2 separate regions of the Mus musculus genome follow, and region 1 is linked to region 2. A link is a contact called in public Hi-C data. All regions are on one chromosome and are shown on one strand. Each heading gives the region's core, a stretch centred on a gene start, on an enhancer-like site or on the middle of the called end of the contact. The rest is flanking DNA. Distances are from core to core; before and after follow the strand shown.

The links. A called contact is a pair of places that touch in the nucleus more often than the background predicts.
Region 1: a Hi-C map of cortical neurons shows a contact between it and region 2, with 2.8 times the contacts expected there. The contact joins the enhancer-like site here to the promoter of Nudt16 in region 2. A contact is called at or near these places in 4 of 39 promoter capture datasets (the C10 cell line, embryonic stem cells, hippocampal neurons and 1 more), 1 of 15 datasets of contacts at CTCF or cohesin (stem cell-derived epiblast-like cells), 32 of 484 Hi-C or Micro-C datasets (B cells, the C2C12 cell line, the G1E-ER4 cell line and 21 more) and 9 of 115 datasets of contacts at active chromatin or transcription factors (Th17 cells, astrocytes, embryonic forebrain and 6 more).

Annotation. Positions count from the first base shown.
Region 1 is chr9:105,372,534-105,379,309 of GRCm38.p6, forward strand. All of the region lies in intron 2 of Nek11 (NIMA (never in mitosis gene a)-related expressed kinase 11), which reads right to left. Among named protein-coding and RNA genes, the nearest start is that of Nek11, 19 kb to the right of the region's middle. Within about 2 kb of position 4,153, at least 22 of the 459 cell types and tissues checked have an H3K27ac peak or open chromatin away from gene starts, as enhancers often do. A contact at or near this core is called in the C2C12 cell line, adipose-derived mesenchymal stem cells, cortical neurons and 4 more, where this site is marked.
Region 2 is chr9:105,127,353-105,134,951 of GRCm38.p6, forward strand. It overlaps Nudt16 (nudix (nucleoside diphosphate linked moiety X)-type motif 16), which reads right to left and starts at 4,453. Exons shown (of 3, transcript NM_029385.2): 1 at 4,291-4,453; 2 at 3,941-4,210; 3 at 1,986-3,158. The coding sequence starts at 4,428. The coding sequence ends at 2,979.

The sequences.
Region 1 (6,776 bases), core at 2,903-5,402, 240 kb after region 2:
AAATCCTTCAGTAAGCTTTCATTTGGGGTATTCAGAGTTAATAGTTACTGCTTACATGATCTGCTAAGACTCACACCAAGTATATAAGACTATCCCCACCTCTATTTTTATCTATAGCATTAAATAACATTTTAGTATTACATAATCCTGTTTACTGCCCTTCTTCTACTATCCCACCAGAACGTCCTCTCCCTCAAAATCGACTGTAGAGTACCCTGCCCAGAGCAGTGGCTGCCGCTGCCATCAGTCCGTTCACTAATCAGGACTGAATGACGATACTCACTCTAACCACTTCTTGCAGTTAGTGCTGTCTCCTCACAGTGTACTAACTGTCTCCACTGCATTAAGCAGTTAGCGGATATAAATTCTTTGTACCTCTTTGTTTTTCTTAATGGGCAACCTGGAGTGATTCCCTTTCACAGAGGAATAGCAAGACATCAGGAGTCTCCTTTCCAAAGACATGAGGTGGTGTGGCCAGTTTTATGAAGACATCAGATATCAGTGAGATGGCACAGTGGGCAGAGGTGCTGCCACCAAGCCCAGCCACCTGATTTCACCACCCACATGGTGGGAAAATGGAATTCTTCCTGTCTTTTGGCCTTCATACACACACCATGGCACAGGGGGTGAGGGGGTGAGGGTTTTTCACTGTCTGAACAGGCTGGAGCTGGGTTTGCTATCCCTTCAATAACATTTCTCATGCACACACACACACACACACACACACACACAGTCATGTGTGCAGGCACATATATGTGCAGCCAATCAATCAATCCATAGACAGACGATGCACCCATGAGGAGACATTATCCAAGCCTGAAGCTATCCTGCTACTTCTAGAAGGTAGGGTTAAACGAGATTCCTCATGGATGAAGGAGCAGGGGACTGGCTGAAAAACATGTACTTTCAAAGGGTGGTGGGTTTGTATATTAAAGGACATCCATTTATGTAAGTCATAATACTCCCAGGCCATTCTAGCAATTTCATGTCTATGGGTGGCTCCAGAAAACCTTTACTGGGGGAACCTTCACCCTGCAGCTCTCTGGGCTCATCAGTCTACATCACGATTCCAAGATTCACCTCGGAGGTAGCCAAGAGTCTTTCATTCAGGGATACAGACTTATGATTTCAACCACTCATCTGTGTGTGTGTGTGTGTGTGTGTGTGTGTGTGTGTGTGTGTGTGTGTGTGTGTGTGTGTGTGTGTGTGCATGTGCGTGTGTGTATTGTGTGGAAGGACAAAGGTCAACACCAGGAGTCTTCCTGAATGGCTCTTCATGTATTTTCTGAGACAGGATCCCTTACTGAAATTGGAAATCCCTCCCTGAATTTGGCTAAACTGGCTGGCCCATGAGCCCTAAGGATCCCCAGTGCTGGGATCAAAAGTGTACATCATCACCCCAGGCTTCTCAGTGCATGGTTTCTAGGGACTGACTGGTACTTGCACTGCAGGCATTTTATCCACTAAGTCATATATATTCTAGCCCCAGTGCTACTCCTCTGTTATTGCTACGCTTACTGATCCACAGTGTAATTGTCAGGGTAGACAGGGGATGGCGAGGTGCTCATGTGGAGGTCAGAGAACAACTTGCGGGAGTTGGTTCTCTCCTTCCACCTGTAGGTTCTGGAGGTTGAATAGATAGGCTTGTAGAAAGTGCCTTTCCCTTCTGTGTCATCTCACTATGCCCCCAGTGCTCATTCCTAACAAGACCTGTAACCCAGGATATACCCTCTGTCATAGACACACACTGACAATCTGAAAGCCGTTCACTGCACACATTCAAGTGGGTGCCCCATTTCTAGACTACTCACAATGTAACAACGCTGTGAATTAAAATTTATAGTAATCTTACAATTCTCTCATTAATAGTATATTTAAAACATTATATTCTGTCTTGTTAAATGTGACTATTTAAAGTATTTCACACTTTTCATTGCCCTGTGCTACACTTTCTTGACAGAGACCGGCTTTGGCTCCAGAGGGTACACTGAAGCAGGCAGCTGTTGGGGCTCAGTGCTTAGAGCTGCCGATGAGGGTGAATTCAGATACCTACAGGGGCTGCTGCCAAAGGCAGCTGGCGATTAGAGACGTTACCCAGCCGGGTTTCTCTGAGGGAACAGAGATTAATTTACTGGGGCTGGCACTCCTGTGGCCAGCATAAAAATTATGAACTCTTTTAACCCCTTGGGGCCAGAGAGAAAGAGAAGGAAAGAGAAAATTCACACCTGCACACACACATAAACACACACACACCTGCTGAGTGGATGAAACAAAAGCAGAGTTCAATAACTTCATACACACAAATATACATGCATGTCACACACACACACACACACACACACACACACACACGTATACAGACCTACAGATGGACATGTACACATTTTCACATAGAATGGTTAGAGCAATCAGGTTCCAAGCATTTTACACATGCATACATAAATACATACATACACACATACATACATACACATACACCATTGGTGTGTGGAGCAAGCTCCAATACACACTCAGACAAGCTTTACATGTATACATACGTACACACACCTGATGGATGGAAGGAACAGTGTTCCAACCCAGAAGACACACAAGCCTTATACATACACATAGTCAATGTATGCCCCACCCCTCATTCACACAAACCTTACACATGTACATACACACACACACACACACACACACACACACACACAGAGTTGATAGGTGGAAGGAACAGACACACAAACCTTACACATGTACATACATACATATACACACACACACACAGAGTTGATAGGTGGAAGGAACAGACACACAAACCTTACACATGTACATACACACACACACACACACACACACACACAGAGTTGATAGGTGGAAGGAACAGACACACAAGACACACAAACCTTACACATGTACTTACATACACACACACACACACACACACACACAGAGTTGATAGGTGGAAGGAACAGACACACAAACCTTACACATACACACATAGTTGGTGGATGGGTGAAACGGCTACACTATCCATTATTCTTTCTTATATATCCCAGCAAACTCTTTTAAGCAATATACAATTACAATGTGATTATGTTTTAGTTTTCTTCTAGTGAATGATTATGAAAAACCAGTGTGTTCCCCAATACCTTTACAGGAAATAACATTACATTGTACATGTAAAGAAAACAAATTATTTTCCAAACCCACAAACATTCCTAACCAAGTAACTTGTTTTAGATTAACAACATGTAAGCAAGCAAGGCAGTTTTCTCTGCCAGTTTCTCTTACTGGCAGGCAGCAATTTGCAGTTAAAAAGAAAAGAGTAATTATCATATTTATCTTTAAAAGTAATCTTGTAAGAATCATAAAAGAGCCAGAAATCTATGTTTTTATATAAAAATCAGTCATATCTACCTTAAATCTTCAGAATGCATATCTACTCATCAGCAACTCTTAATAAATCCTATCAGGAAGCTTGGGGCAAAAAAACTGGGTTTAAGAAATCCATCATCACCAGTCCAGCCTCAGTGCAAGTCATGTCGGCCAGCACTGCCATTGTTTTTGTTCCTGACCATAAAGGGTCCCTAGCTTAACTTAATGAGCATGTGCCTTTCTGAACTTCATATTGTTCCCTAAGAGTTGAGCCAGTAGTAAAAACATCTCAACCTAGCTTCACTAACAACTTTATCTTTCCAAATGTTTTCTAAGGGTGGTGGTGGTCACTGCTGACAATCTACATGTCAAAGTTCTTCTCCAGGCCGTGATAGAACCATAACCTGCTCCAGCAGCAATGCCAGAGAGAGATCAGGCATTAGCACTGTGAGTGCCAGAGGTACTGCCCAGCGAGGGACTGGAAGCCCCTTTGAATTTTCATATAATTCTTAGATTAAGAGGGATGTGAGGGCAGCAAACAGCAGAACTCCACAACAGCATGGCGTCCTCAAGGTACATGGTATTTGGGCTTTACCACACTGAGACCCACCCGTGAGGCTGTGGTAGCCTGTGGTTTGCATTCCCTGAGTTCTAAAGCCATCTGTCGTTCCTCCTGCATGGCTCTCGGTATTTTCTTCCATAAAAGGAATGGAAGTGAGACATATCGCTCCCAGCCTTTATGAGATCTTGGTGTGTCACCCCAGTGGCCACTGCATTCTCAGGCTATGTGTCTGTTTAACTGACATGATTGCTTCATCACTAGGATCTCAGAGTATCCTTAGCAGCATCAGTTAGGCGCTTGCTATAGGACTGTCGCTGCTCTCTGCCCTTCCTGTGGACAGTGGAGGCTTCTGCTTTTCTTTCAAGGATGAGAGCACACATATATCAGTGCATACACATAAAATAGGAGCCTCCATCTAATACCCTCAGGGCATGACCACACAAATCTATCCCACCCCATAGAAAATGGTCCATGAAGTTAAAAAGATTTCGCCAAGCTCATTTCTCAGCTGATCTCTGCTTTTCCTAGAAAGAAATTAAGAGTATGTTAATGACCCACGTTTAGCCTTTCATTCATTTAGTCAGTAAAACTAAATAAAGTATTGGTAAATCTTAATTAAATAAAGACATTTTGGACCTTGAATTAATGTGTTGCCATTAGAAATCCTGCCAGGTGATGATAGCTGATCTGCATGTCGCTTTACCACCATCTGCTGTTCACCATGACTACCTTTAAAACAGGACTTGCATTCTTATTTCTCTGACTCCATCTTCAGCAACACTGTGTGTGTCTGGGGTCTGATCTCACCACGATGTCCAGCACTGTCAGGAACCCGCGGCAAAGCTCCTCAGTTTACCAGTGTTCACAGGCCTGGGTTGGAGGGCCAGCTATCAGGTCAAATGCGTCTGGGAATTGCTGTGGGTTCCATGGAGGTCTTTGAGCCACGCCTTGCCTCAGTAGATCTAAGTTTCTGAGGAGCCCCTCAGAGAGGGGTCTGCTTTACCTTTATAGAACCCAGGGTCTTACAGCTGTGTTTCCCTGTGGAACTGTTTTTAAAATAGGAAATCTACCAGTGTTTCCCAAACAACAGTGTTTGGCGCTCTGGAGACGAAGGTCACAAGACAGACACCGAGATGGTTCTGAAAACTTACTGCTCTAAACGTCACAGTGGAACAAATGTCTGCAAGTTTTATGTGGTCTCTGCTTATACATAATGTGCCACCAGATTTGTGCCTTTTCTTATATAACCAGACAAGCAGAGGACAGCAAAACAGCTGTTGTCACCCTCACTTCAAAGAGGAGTCATTTCAGAGACTAAAAATTGATCCTGTCACCAGGCCCAGTAGCAGTCCCTAGCAGGGCTCTTCAGCTAGCACCCCTAACAGCTGAGGATTAGCTCATCCCCCCGGAATAGCACTGACAGGGCACGTCCCCAAAATCTCATATTTTACCTTAAAATCTCATGCAAGAAACTGACATATTTATGAAATGACAGATGTTCAGGCTTACTCATTGTGGCAGTATTTGCAATAACCAAAGATTTAAAACAGTCCAAAACGAACAGCAATAGGAATCTTCAATCTTCAATCTTACCATGGAACATACTACTTAACATATCTACTTTAAAAAGAAGAATGGGAGAATGGGGTGTTCCCCATGTACAACATGGACAGACGTCCTAGATGTTTTGACATATGAAAAGAACCAAATACAAATATGCAATATGCTAGAAATTATCATAAGGGAGAAATGGAAAATAAGACCCCGTATTCTGAAGCTGTTCATGCATATATGAATCAGTTCTGGGAGCATCCATATTCATAAATTCCTTTTTTCTTTTTAGATTTGGTTTGAGTCTTGTTTTGTTTTGAGACAGGCCAATCAGGCTGACCTGCAATCTACCTGCTCCAACCTCCAAAACACTACAGTTAGAAGTGTGCACTGTGTGTGTGTTTGTGTGTGTGTGTGAATTGTGTATTGTGTGTGTTTGCATGTGGAATAGACAGACAGACACACAGAGACACTGAAAGAGACAGAGACAGATGGATAAGCAGAGACAGAAAGATAGACAGACAGAGACAGAAACGGAGAAGGGGGAGGACCGACCTAGGGCGTCAGCATGAGATCTGGTCTAGCCCCAGCCCTATGAGCCAGGCTTGCTGAGATGCTTCCAGTGGAGTTACAGACTCTCCTGAATCTGGGCCTCCAAACTCTGGCCCTCTTACTTACTTGCTTCAAGCACGTATCCACTGAGCCATCTCTCCATTCTCTCGCTCAGGAAACTCCCAATAGCAGCTCTGTGGTGGCGGGAATGTGTGCAAATTTGAGAAATGGAGGATGGGAATGAGGTGAGGGGTTTTGTTTTGTTTTGTTTTGTTTTGTTTTGTTGTTGTTGTTGTTTTTACAATCTACTTTTTATATGAACCATGAAGCTGTATAACCTATTAAAAATTAAATTTAAAAAACACACAAACTTTTACTCTGCTTCATGGCATATTCACATTTGCCTTAAAATAAACCTATGCTCTTTTAAATAGTATATCATTAACCTCATAAGGCCTGCATTCTGGAACACTGTATATGGTCTGGTGTGGAAGATACGCACTCAGAGCACTTTAAAGTAGGCCAGCACTCTCTAACACACTAGCTGTGAATACCTGCTTAAGGACTGCACAAGACTGGCTTAGGAAACATACTGTCACAGAGTATGGACGGGCTCACTAGGTACCCCCAGATCTATATACAGTTATCAGTCACTATAGGACAGAGAAGCACTTTCTTCAGTGGGGTGGTCACTGCTGAGCTAGTCACTGTGCTCTTAAAATAATCTCTTAGAAAGATGCTTATAAGAACTCTA
Region 2 (7,599 bases), core at 3,203-5,702:
CCATGGCCTGTAAAGATCTTGTGCCAAAAGAGCTGCCACTTCTCCAGCACAGCTTCCCATTGCCTATTGATGTCTAATTGTATTGGCCTTACTCTGCTCTATGAAAGGCTCTTGTCAATGTTGGTGGCGAGTCCTTTATTACCTCTCCCATTATACCACTAGCAAGAAATGGAGTCTAATCCCACCCACTGAATACAGTGTTAAATGTCTTGGCTGGCTAATGGAGGTATGGAAGTTACATTGCATATTTTCAGGGCCTGGATCTGTCATCTTGTAGCTTCTACCCTGATCTTTTGGTACTGAGTCATGAAGGAATCTCATCCAACTGGATCCCTAGACACAGGGGCTTTGTTCCCTCCTGAGCCTACCTTTTAACCCTCTCTGCTAAGGTAATAAAGCCTCCTTGAATTCTCCTGACAGGCCCTATCTACCAGCTCAATTCGATGGAGACTTAAGTTGTTTAAAAGGTGGAGATGAGGGGGTTCTGGAGTGGCTCTCATGAATCCCAGGCTGGCCTTCAACTATGTAGCCAAGGAGGATCTTAAACTTCTGGTCCTCCTCTCTGAGCACTGGGGTGACAGGTGTTTGCCACCATGCCATTTATGCAGTGCCAGGGGCTGGTCTCAGGCTCCCATGAATGCTAGGCAAAGCTACAGGAGCTACATCCCTGGGATTTGAGAATTTTGAAATTTGAGACTTTTCAAAAGATCCACATCAGTCACAGGAGCAGTCTTGAAATAAAATAAAATAAAATAAAATAAAATAAAATAAAATAAAATAAAATAAAATAAAATAAAAATAAAAAAACAGTCCCTGGACTATGAAGAACATCCCAAGATCCTGATTAAGAAGTGGGTCCTGGGATGTTCTGATAAGATTCTGCCCCCCTCAGGGCCTTCACACATGCCTCGTTAGAAACAATCACCCATGGAAGGAGTTACAGAGACAAAGTTTGGTGCTAAGACAAAAGGATGGACCATCTAGAGACTGCCATATCCAGAGATCCATCCCACAATCAGCTTCCAAACGCTGACACCATTGCATACACTAGCAAGATTTTGCTGAAAGGACCCTGATATAGCTGTCTCTTGTGAGACTAGGCCGGGCCTAGCAAACACATAAGTAGATGCTCACAGTCAGCTATTAGATGGAGCACAGGGCCCCCAATGGAGGAGCTAGAGAAAGTAACCAAGGAGCTAAAGGGATCTGCAACCCTATAGGTGGAACAACAATATGAACTAACCAGTACCCCGGAGCTCTTGACTCTAGCTGCATATGTATCAAAAGATGGCCTAGTTGGCCATCACTGGAAAGAGAGGCCCATTGGACAGGCAAACTTTATATGCCCCAGTACAGGGGAATGCCAGGGCCAAAAAATGGGAATGGGTGGGTAGGGAAGTGGGGGGGTGGAGGGTATGGGGGACTTTTGGGATAGCATTCTAAATGTAATTGAGGAAAATACATAATAATAAAAAATATTTTAAAAAAAAGAAACTTCTTTCCAATACCCAGCAAAACTCTCAATTACCACAGATGGAGAAACCACAGTATTCCATGACAAAACCAAATTCATACAATATCTTTCCACGAATCCAGCCCTTCAAAGGATAATAAAGGGAAAACTCCAACACAAGGAGGGAAACTATGCCCTAAAAAAAGCAAGAAAGTAATCTTTCAACAAACCTAAAAGAAGATAGCCACATGAACAGAACAACAAAAATAACAGGAAGCTACAATTACTTTTCCTTAATATCTCTTACTATCAATGGACTAATTTCTCCAATAAAAAGGCATAGACTAACAGGAACTTCTTTCCAAATCCCTATGTGATTTCTCCCTTCCTTTCCCTTCTTCCATTTTTACTAGGGCCTTTTCAGATGAACCCAAGTGAAAGAATGTCAACAGAATGCTTACAAACTCAGGCATCGCAAACCTTAGCCTATCTTTCCCAGCTGAAGTCATTGAAGCCAGACAGCTGCTTTTTTTTAATTGGTGTTTTACTGGGACACAACAACCACAAATTTATACATCATGCAGATAAGTTTGACGTGGCAGAGTAAAGGGTTCCCACGGACACCATGTGACTGAAGGGGCTTCTACTTCTTACTGTGTAGTGCTCTTTATGATGCTGTGTGCTCACTCCTCACTGTGAAGTCTTAAAGACAAGAGCAGTGGGTCTCTATTTCTGTCACCATACCTAGCACTGAGCAAGTATTAACCTGTACCTTTTGAAAAAGCTCTGGAACTTGGAGGCCCAGATATCAGCCTACTCTTCCAGATGCCTCTAGGTTTTTTTTTGTTTTTGTTTTTGTTTTTTTTTGGTTTGTTTGTTTGGTTGTTTTTTTTTAAGCAGGGCAGGCTAGACAGAGACAATGGGAGCTCAAAGATGAACACGCAGGAAGACAGGTATCAGGACTGAGGTCTCAGGCCTCCTAAGAAGCCCTTGACAATTCCAACTCTCAGTTAGAGCGCAGGGCTGGGTAGGCCCTTACGTCACTTTCTGAAACCCACTGCTCTGCTCAAGCCCCAGGTAACACAGGACAATTCTCAGAAAGAAGCCATCTCCTTTGCTTCCCTAACAGGCATGGGTTGGGCTGGACACAGGACAGCAGCCTTACAGCGGATGGGGAAGAAACCCTCCCATTTACCCGGAAGGAGTGGGATGTGCCAAATGCCACATCATGGTTAAACTGGGCAGATGACAGTGTGTCAGGCTGTGTGTGACCACGAACTACACATATACATACCTGGAGCTTCCAGGCTGTTTGTCCATGTATAAGGCAGGACTCTGGGATACTACAAAGGCCTTTTATCCCTAATGCCACCAGACAAGGTGTTCCGTTGAAAACAGTGCATATCCTTCCCTGTTGCTAATCTGGCACCACCTACAATCCTTTATACCCCAAAGAGAGACCACTTGTCCTTCCCTCCCTCATACCAAGGCCCTCTGGGTTCCAGGGGTCCATGCTGGTCCGATTCTACTTAGAATCTGGGATCTTTAGTTTTGCAATAATGCCAGGATCCAGAAGTTTCAAGTCCTGAAGGGCTTCTAGTAGCTGCTCTCGGGCAGCTCCAATGAAGGAATTCTCCAGAAAGGCAGGCAGGCCTCCCTCACCATCACGGAGGACGTACAGGGGTACCCGCACCAGGCCCAGCACCTATGAAAAGGAGACATCGGACAAGTGGGACCTCAAGAACCTCAACACATTACCTTATCTACCTTGGAACAGAACTCTCCAGAGAAGAGCCAAGCAGAACCGGGCCTAATAATCACACCTCAGGAGAGCTTAGAGAGCCAAACTCTGTGGACAAGTGAGCCACGCTGGGTTCCAAGCTCCATCCGTGCCAATCCTTCTCCATCCTTTTCCTCACCCTTACTGGCGACGGCCTCCAGGAGGCATGCCTGGCTGTAGCAGTATTTCAAAACTCAGAACTCACACCACTGTATAGGTAGCACTTGGGTGCTCAAGAAAAATGCAAATACCCAAGTATTCCTCTGACATCCTTACCCAACTCAAGTGATTCCAATGGACTGTTCAGTCTAAACACTGTCAAAGTGTGCGCACTAATCAGTTTTAATAGCGCTCTCACTCCCAGGTTCAGGGTCACCTCTACACACAGGCGTCCCTAGCATTAGACTCACTGTCTGCTTAAGGGAAATATGAACCCAAAGTCAAGAGCTTAGGGTATCATGTGCACTAGCATAGAGCTGGAGAGACCTTTGGATGTGTGTTCTAAAAAGCTCTCTGCAGGGGCCGCTAAAGGTGGCCGAGTAGGTGGTATTATCTAGCCTGGAGATGACCAAGATCCCAACTAGTTCATGCCACTTGAAAGAATTCAAAGTCGGAGGGTCAAAATCTCCTCCACCCAGTGGCTTTTCTCGGTAAGGGGATTGGGGGAGGACAGACTGGAGCTGGAGTGGATCCCAGGCTGGTCCCACCTCCAGCCCATGGTCCTTGGCTTGAGGTGCCCTGGCTTCCACAGCCTGCAGCTGTTCCAGAGTCAGGCGCTTGGCATAGAAGTGGGCCACCACGCGCGGTCTGGCCGCGATGTGTGAGCTGCGGTAGTCAGAGCGTTCAACGCGGAAGGCAGACATCGCTTCGCCCAGCTCCTCGCGCAGTTCCCGGTTCAGCCCGTCCTCCAGGCAGCTGTCCTGCGCGTCCACGAAGCCGCCAGGGAAGCCCAGGCGCCCGTCAAAGCGCATCTGCATCTGGGGGAGGAGGGTATGATGGTTGGCCCGGGCTCGCGAGCCCTGGGGCGGGGGAGCGGCCGTGCATGACGCGTCCTCACCAGCACGGCGAAGCGCATCGGGATGCGGCCGAACAGCTTGCGGGGGTCGGGCGCGTAGAGCAGCGCATGGCAGGCGTGGCGCCAGTCCGGCCCGAGCGCCAGGGCCTCGCTGAGCTCCACTTTCCGATGCCCCTCCATCTCGAGGCTCGCACTTCCGGGTTCTTGCAGAGGCCAGCGCCTCGGGGCGGAGCTTTGCGAGACTCCGCATCAGCCAATCAGGATGGGTCTCTCAGGAGCTCCGAAGACACCCTGGATTGGCCCTTAGGCTAGGGTGGGGCTGAAGGCTTGGTAAGGTCAGGCTCAGGCCGGAGGTGTTTTGGAACCTGAGTTAGAATTTACGCAGGAGTTCTGCCAGTGCAAAGGACAACGTATTTTTTAGAAAACGGTTCTGGGTTGGTCCGTTCATAACAAAGAGTCTAGGGATGGGAGGAAGGTAGTCTGGCTTCAGAACTTATTCCTAGCCTAGCGTGATGGGGGAAAGGAGAGGTGGGTGTAACAAGTCTTGAGTGGTGGAAATGTGGGGATTGACTGATTATAAGAGGGCACAGGGACAGAGCTAACACATTTGGGGAAGGGGAGTGGCCAATGGATGTGGTTACAACAACCAACTGCATTGGCTGTGGGCTCTGGGTAGTGATGTGGCGCCTGGTACATGGAAAATGACATGGAAATGTCACAGGTCACACAGTAAGATTGGGGAGGGGTGGCTGGCTGAGGAAATAAAGCACAGAAAAGAGTGGGGAGGAGTCAGACAGGACACCCCACCACCACCACACTAGGAGTAAATTAAAATACCCTCAGAACTTTAAATTGTGAAGAAAAATAGGAAAGAGATGGGGGACACTCAATGCCTAATGCTGAGATCCTGGCATTCAGGATCCTTCACCTCAGCTAGGCTGCCCCACCTGAAGTTGAGTCCATATATCAAGAACCTGTATGTATTTAAGGAAGGGAAGAGGTGACACTCAAAGAAGATCTGACTTCAGGTCACAGCCTGGACTTGAAAGTTTGTTGTAGAGCTCAGAACTCACCCAGATACAGGCTTGTGACTTTAGTAGAAGCCACTCAACCCTCTCAGGTTCCCAGTTAAGGACCTGTTAGTGGAGGTGGAACCAGCGTAGTATGGGAGTAAAATTCTCCTCAGAGCCAGACATATGGTAAATGCAGCCATTCTTGGATTCGAGGGTGGAGGTTCGATGCTGTGTCTTATGTCAAAGATTGAGGCCAGCATCCTAAGAATAAGGGCACCATCAGGAAAAGCCTGTGGACATCTTGCCTCAGTCCCCTGAGTCGCAGGGCAGAGATGCCATTGACTGAGGCAGTCACATCATGGTGAGTTAGGTGCGATACAGATGCCATTACTCAGATAACATCCAAGGGACAGGCAAATCATCCTGGTCAAACATTATCACCTGGCAACAAGAAGGAGAAGGAGGAGGAGGAGGAGGAGGAAGAGGAAGAAGAGAAGAAGAAGAAGAAGAAGAAGAAGAAGAAGAAGAAGAAGAAGAAGAAGAAGAAGAAGAAGAAAGAAGCTTATAAAACCCTTCATATCTTCCAATTCCAGAGCCCCACCCCAGGCCAATTTCAAGAAAAAATTCCTGGTGGTAGTAAGAGGACACGGTGGTTCTTTTGTTTTGTTTTCTGGATGTGTGCAGTGTATGTGCATGTACAAATGTATGTGTGTTCAAAAGACACGTAGGCTCATGTTCACATGTGTGTGGAGGCCAGAGGTCAATTCTGAGTGTCTCTGGGTGTCTCTCTCTACTGCCAGCCCCCCTTATTTTTTGAAAGTGACTAATGCACTGAGCTCACTAACGGTCTACAATATCTGGTCAGTAAACTCTGGGGATCCCCCGTCTCCCCTTCTCCCAGTGCTAGAGTTACAGGCACGCCCACTATGCTTGGCTTTTGTGGGGGTGCTAAGGATCCAGACTCAGACCTTCATGCTTGTAAGGCAGAGAATGTATAGACTAGGACATCTTCCCAACCTGGCTTTTAAAGACACACCATTTGAAAAGCCACCATGACCGATGTGAGGGAGCCCGAACAAATTACATGCGCCCCCCCCCTTATTTATAAAGAAACCAGACTTATCTCGGGGCTACAGTATTGTACAGAGTTAACACAGAGCCTCATGCAAACAGAGTGATAAGAAATATGGTGTTCAGGATTGTATACATCAGACCTATGATTACTACCACTCTTATAAAACAAACTGTAAATCTTGGTCCAATCTATAATAACTAAAAAGGGCCACCTCCAAATGAAGAGAATTATTATACTTTCTGTAGTAACAGGATGAGCTTAATATGAGTTTGAGTTGGCCTATATAACCCTACAGGCATCTACATAAAGCAGCATTGGGAATGCCTACATCAAGGATTAATAAACCCCTTACTTTTTTGTTCTTGTTGTCGTTGCTCTGTCAGTTGAGAGGCCCACAGAGCCCATGATGCCTGATGATAACAACTCAGTTAGGGTCCAGGACTTGCTTATAACATCATAGCCCAACAAAAGAAACCAATGCTCCTTAGAAAACTTCCACTGAAGAGCCAGAAAGATCCCCAGTGAAATACAGTGAACATCAACCATCTTATGATGTCAGGAAAGAAACTCAATCCCACCCTTACGCCCTCCCTCAAAGAGAAAAAAAAAAAGAATCCCCCAAATAAAAGAGAACCCCTGCACTGTTCTGAGACAGAAAGCCACAGGCCACTGCTGAGTTTTCAAAACAAAAACCAGTTTGAGGAACAGAAGAACAAACGTGGTTTTACTTTTGGTTTATTCATTTATTTATGATGTAAAGTAGAAAATAAATACCTGTCCTGATATTAGAATGCAGATACATGCAGAATGAGCTGCTGAGGGTCGGCAAAGGGTCCTCCACTTGGAAGACTTAGAGATCATTTCAGCAGCTATTTTGTCCTCCAGCAGAGCAGAGCTCCATAGTAACTTCCTTCCGAAGAGTAAACAGTACAAAAAGAAGAAAACCACAGTGCAACTTTGTAGCTTGGGGGTGAAATCAACCAGCACTACCTTAGCGGGACAATCAAGATCAGCAACCGGCATAGGTGTGTCACATCGACAGAGGGGGCTACATATGGTGTCAAGGTAAGCATCCAGCATTGTTGTGTCACACTGACAGAGGGGACTAGATATGTTGTGATGATAATGTCTCTTTTGCCTGAGGTCTCCCCTCCCCCAAAGGAGAGAACTCTGGTCTAAACTTTGAGGAAAGCAACAAGCCAGCCTCCGCCATTTGACAGGTAATCCTTGAAACTGTCAAGGCATTGTCTTAGTTCCTTGGAG